Linked DNA regions of Mus musculus: region 1 is linked to region 2. The links are chromatin contacts, called in public HiChIP or PLAC-seq maps. All regions are on one chromosome and are shown on one strand. The core of a region is the stretch at or near the end of the contact, and the rest is flanking DNA. Distances in the headings are between cores, read along the strand shown. Region 1 holds the start of Cxcl15 (chemokine (C-X-C motif) ligand 15). Region 2 has its middle 25 kb from the start of Gm36084.

The links. HiChIP or PLAC-seq counts read pairs in DNA pulled down with a chosen protein or histone mark.
Region 1: a contact with region 2 is called in an H3K27ac HiChIP or PLAC-seq map of the HPC-7 cell line, with 8 times the contacts expected there. The contact joins the promoter of Cxcl15 here to the enhancer-like site in region 2. A contact is called at or near these places in 13 of 39 promoter capture datasets (3T3-L1-derived adipocytes, the C10 cell line, the HPC-7 cell line and 9 more), 11 of 484 Hi-C or Micro-C datasets (bone marrow-derived macrophages, embryonic fibroblasts, embryonic stem cells and 6 more), 5 of 115 datasets of contacts at active chromatin or transcription factors (the HPC-7 cell line, bone marrow-derived dendritic cells, embryonic fibroblasts and 2 more) and 3 of 9 other capture datasets (adipose tissue, bone marrow-derived macrophages and liver).

What each region holds. Positions count from the first base shown.
Region 1 is chr5:90,793,267-90,795,966 of GRCm38.p6, reverse strand. Cxcl15 (chemokine (C-X-C motif) ligand 15) reads right to left here and starts at 1,433. Exons shown (of 4, transcript NM_011339.2): 1 at 1,339-1,433; 2 at 639-768. The coding sequence starts at 1,396.
Region 2 is chr5:90,688,765-90,691,465 of GRCm38.p6, reverse strand. No RefSeq gene overlaps it. Among named protein-coding and RNA genes, the nearest start is that of Gm36084, 25 kb to the left of the region's middle. Within about 2 kb of position 1,450, at least 117 of the 459 cell types and tissues checked have an H3K27ac peak or open chromatin away from gene starts, as enhancers often do. A contact at or near this core is called in 3T3-L1-derived adipocytes, the HPC-7 cell line, adipose tissue and 6 more, where this site is marked.

The sequences.
Region 1 (2,700 bases), core at 184-2,683, 100 kb before region 2:
CATATATACATACATACACATACATACATACATACATTGATGATCCCCTTTTCTTATATTCTTGCCCATAGCTGTGTATCTTTGCTTTCTGAGTAATCATTGACTTCAAAGTTCGCTTTTCTCAGCAGAGTTTATGAAATCAACTGTCTCCTCTGCTAAGGAGCTTTCTTTGATTAGTGGTTTGGTTTGGTTTGGTTTGGTTTGGTTTGGTTTGGTTTGGTTTGTTTGTTTGTTTGTTTTTCTGGAAAGACTGCATGCCAGTTTTAGAAATGAGAGCGAGCACAACTACTAGGTAATAGTTTTCCCATACTTGTCCAGAGCCACAGCCTTCTGTCTCTTTATGTAGCACCGTGCTTCTTACTCAACCTCCCTAATGCTGCAACTCCTCAATACAGTTCCTCATGTTGTGCTCCCCCCCAACCATGAAATATTTTCAGTGCTACCTTACAACTGTAATGTTGCTACTGTTATGAATCATAATGTTAACATCTATATTTTCTGATAGCTTCAGGAAACCCCTATGAAAGGATTATACAACCTACAGGTTGAGAATCACTGAAACACATTCTGAAAGAAGATGCCAACCAGAAAACTTTCATGCAAGAGTCTCCACCTTCCTCCATGCCTTTACTACTTACATCACTTCCTTTCTGTTGCAGTAAATGGTCTCGAATATCACCATTATATTTTTAATGAGTTTGAGAGGAATGAATTCAGAGTGTTCCTGAATACACAGACATCGTAGCTCTTGAGTGTCACAGGGACGGACTGTAGGGGAAAGAGTAGAGAGTCTCTCATGAAGAGCAAGTCCCTAGTGCTCAAGTCTTTACTTTGACTTAGGAGCCAATACAGCAGGGCACACAAGACTAACACAGAGTGTATGATCTTAAGGCAAAGAAACACTTTTTAAGCTCCTACTGTGTTTGAGAAAACTGCAAATAAAGTAGGCAACTAGCACCTTGCTTAAAGTTACAGCCAGTAACTAATTGGTAAAGCACTTACGCCTTCATGATTATGTGTAAATTTTATCAGTTGAAAAGTAAGAATTTCGATCAGTTTAATACTCTAAGTCTGTTGGTAATAATTCTTTTACTCTCAGATCTAAAAAGAAAACCATAGATTCTTATAGTCAGCTGGTCCTAATAAGTCAAGTGGAGGGTTTCACTTAACTCACGAAGACTTTCCGTAAACTTAACAAACTAAATGCTTTCCTGCTCAGGCTTTAATTTAGCCATTTCTATAGTTTGATTAATGGCCCAAACCACCTCATTCTATTTGAAATGTCTTCTGGGTTTTCCCAGTACCTAGATAGAAAAGAAAAATTCCCCGTTAGCTTACCGAAGATGCCTAGGTTAAGGACAGCCAGCAGGAGCATGGACCAGCCTTGAGCAGCCATGTCCGTCTGTGGCCTGACTCTGGTCTGGATGGTAAAACCAGCAAGGCCACAGGGCTTCTTTATATGCTCCCAGCAGCCCCGGAGATTTTCTTTCTCTTCTTCCACTCTCCCCACTGAAGAAGGAAAAGTGGCATGCTTGCCACTTCACAAGCCCAGAAGGAGGCTGGGCTTAGCTTTGAAGCTTTGTTTAATTAAGAAGTTGAGAGCAGGTTGAGATGAACTCGAGGCATATGGATAAGAATCTCTTTTTTGTTGGAGCTGAAACTGTGTAAATATAAGGGGCCCTTGTTGTTGTCGTTGATGAATGGGGCCACGAGAACATAATTTTAACAAAACCCTGCTTTGGGCAAAGAAGGGAACTAACATACTTTCCTAGAGCAAATATTTGCTTTTGGCTCTTGTACATATTACTATGGCCCTGCTTGAAGTTTTAATAGAATTTTACTGTGGTGAAATCATGTTATAGCACCAACTACAGAAGAAATGGAGTCCAGACTGACACAACCTACTAAGAGTTATCCTATCAAGAATAGAAGACTACAGCTATTTGGGACTTAGTGTGTATAAGCTTCCTTGGGTTTTAAGATTAATTAAGTAGCAAAAGACTATGAGATTTGCTCTCCTGGCTCTTAAGCAGATAACTGATCTTAATTATCTAAAATAAACTGTTCCTTGTTTTAGCACACACAGCAATAGCATAAGCTGTCACAGCCAGAGGCTAGGTGGCTTAAATGGCAGCAATGTTGTGACTTTTAGAGAATTCAAGTCCAAGACCAAGGTGTGGGCAAGGTTGTCCCTTTTCTGGTATTACAAGGGACAGAAATGTTCCAGGTATTTTTACTGAGTATACTCATACTTGTCCAGAGCCACAGCCTTCTGTCTCTTTATGTAGCACCGTGCTTCTTACTCAACCTCCCTAATGCTGCAACTCCTCAATACAGTTCCTCATGTTGTGCTCCCCCCAACCATGAAATATTTTCAGTGCTACCTTACAACTGTAATGTTGCTACTGTTATGAATCATAATGTTAACATCTATATTTTCTGATAGCTTCAGGAAACCCCTATGAAAGGATTATACAACCTACAGGTTGAGAATCACTGAAACACATTCTGAAAGAAGATGCCAACCAGAAAACTTTCATGCAAGAGTCTCCACCTTCCTCCATGCCTTTACTACTTACATCACTTCCTTTCTGTTGCAGTAAATGGTCTCGAATATCACCATTATATTTTTAATGAGTTTAAGAGGAATGAATTCAAAAACAATACACACACACACACACACACACACACACCAGCAGA
Region 2 (2,701 bases), core at 201-2,700:
TAATTCAAGGAGTCCCAGTATCTAAGCCCATGTTTAACATATATAGAGAGCTACAGAAAATCATCAACTATTTTTAGAATTGAATACATGTTAATAACATTAGTATAACAATAATAAATCAGGTATAGTTAAGAGTGGCCCACAGTGGACATTAGGGCCTTAGCCAGCCCCAACAATACATTATGACTGAATAAACTCAAAGCTTACCATATACTCATTGGAACAAAGAGGAGAGAGTTGAATGGAGAGAGTTGATTGTTTTTTAGGTGTTGTCCTTTCTCACTCAGAGCCATTACATAGCCCCTCTGTCACAGCCCACAGACTTCGACTGTGGATTAGGGCTTGGTGTGAACGCCAAAAACGAGGTGGGAGCAGTAAAAGCAGTCTCCAGGCCAGTCACTCAGAACTGCTTTTTGGAAAGTGGATGCTACACCAACCCAGGACATTCAGAAAGGAATGGCCACTTTCATGGGGAGTAAATTCTACATCTTTCACACCTCATTTCTCTCACCATGGCTTGTATCCAGAGTCTAGTTAAAGTAATCTTTGGACAATAACTATCTGCCAAGAAGCATCCTGGGTGGGGAAAAATGGTCTGACCGAACATTAACTGGGACAATGGAGCTGCCCAGAGAGAACGATGCAAGTGGCAGGGTAGCTATCTATTCCACTCCACGTATTCATGCAGTACAGGAACGGAACTCCAGGTACCTGGTGGCCAGATATGGGCTCCTGTAGGAAAATGGGACTCTAGTTGTACTCTTGCAAAATGCTTCTCTATGGGCGTTTTATTTTAGTGAAACTTATGTCTGAAGTATAAATGGCTAGCACCTTCTCACTTTAGTGTTTTTATTGGTTGAAAGGCAAGGGGGTTTTGTGTTTTTTGGTTTTTGGTATTTTTGTTTGTTGTTTTTTGTTTTTTTGTTTTTGTTTTTGTTTTTGTTTTGGTTTGTTTGTTTGTTTGTTCTTTCCTATATGGAAGCTTGGCTAAAAACAATTGACCAGCCCTCACGTAACAGACCCTTTGTTCCCAGGATTAGGTGGTCTTTAGATGAAACCTGGTCACTTGAGACAGAGGATACGTAATATTAGCTGAACATCATCAGTGACAGTGCCTGGCGCGTCCTCACCCTGGCTGTAGGTCCTGACTTCCTGCCTCATGCCTCAGACCTTGGTCCTTCTGTGAAATGAATTCCCATCGGCACTGCTTCACATGATGACTAGAAGCCAGACTACAACACAGAGTAATACTATCCTTGTGTTTGTCACAAAGGAAACCAGGAAATGTTTGGCACTAAGAAGTAGCCTTCGAGAATCATTTCCCATGTTGCATTTGCATTGACTGAACATGGCCCTGACTTTCCAGAGAAGGGAAAGAGTGTGACCAGTACCTAGTGACATCCCATTGACCTCTGCAGCCAGGGTCAGGCTGTTTGTCCTCTTGCCCCATCCCTACTCCTCATAGCTGCCTGCCAACAGCAAAGCTGACCTGCCGATAATTGTGTTTAGCATCATGTGTGCTGCGGGTGAGCAGCCTGTGTTGTGCAACCAAAACTCACTTAGCAAATATTTCAGTTTGTTGAGTCATGAGCCTGACAAGTAGCTGCAACCCATGAAGTAGCATTTCCTGAGTCCAAGCATGAGAGAGGGAAGTGCGGCTAAGCCTTTGTTCAGCATGGTGCTTTCTGCACGTCCACCTGAGACCACAGCTTCATACTAAAACAGTTTTCTCTCTACTCGATTCAACATCAGTTCCCGTTAATCCAAGCAAAGCTCAGACCTTCAGGACTATAACCCAAGAAACACAATGAACAGTAACGGGTGCCTTCTCCTGCTCTGGGAAAGTGGCCCACCAGGAAGTGACAAGTGCCCTTAGCCTGCCAATTCATGAGCAATTGGATGCCTCTTACATGGTAGTACAAGCTGAGAAAAGAATTTCCTGCTATTGACTTACCAATACCTTGGGAATTTTTCAGGGAAGAAATACAAGTTTATTCTTTGCGTTAATAAGGCAAAAAGTATTTCATAAAATTCTTCAACTGAAATGTCTTAATACACAGGGTAGGGTGGGTTTCTGGACCATAACACCATGGCTCAGCCTCACGACTAAGCTTTGTATCCCTCAAAGAGCCAAGACAAACATGGTAACGATTCTTCATTTTTCCTGGTCATGCCTCATTTTCTACATTATTACCATTTCATGGTGGCCTTCTATACCATATGATGAGCCCCCATGGTAGAAGAAACTGCTTCAAATGACCCCTGGACACCCAGTGTGAGTACTGGGAACCGAACTTGCATCTTCTGAAAGAACAAAATGTGTTCTTAACCATTTCCCGGCCTCTAAATTTCTTTTAATTATCACTTTGGTTAGCATACGAGGAACTGAGTTTTACTAGGACATTTTCATATACATATTCCTATTTTTGGTTACTTGCCCCCCTATATTGCTCTCTTCCTCCCATCTTTCTCTCTCTTTCCTCCCCACAAATAGTTCCTTCTTTTGCTTTCTGCAGGCACATAAATTCTTATCTGGTCTTCATTTCTAACTCTCTTCTGGCCAAGTCACATGTAGATAAAGAAAAAAGGGGAGCCATGCTGCTGGAAACTGGCTGCCTGCACAGTAGTCAGAATGTCTACCTTGACTGACAGCATTATTGGGTTAAAACATGCCTGCCCCTCCCCTTCCACTCCACCACCC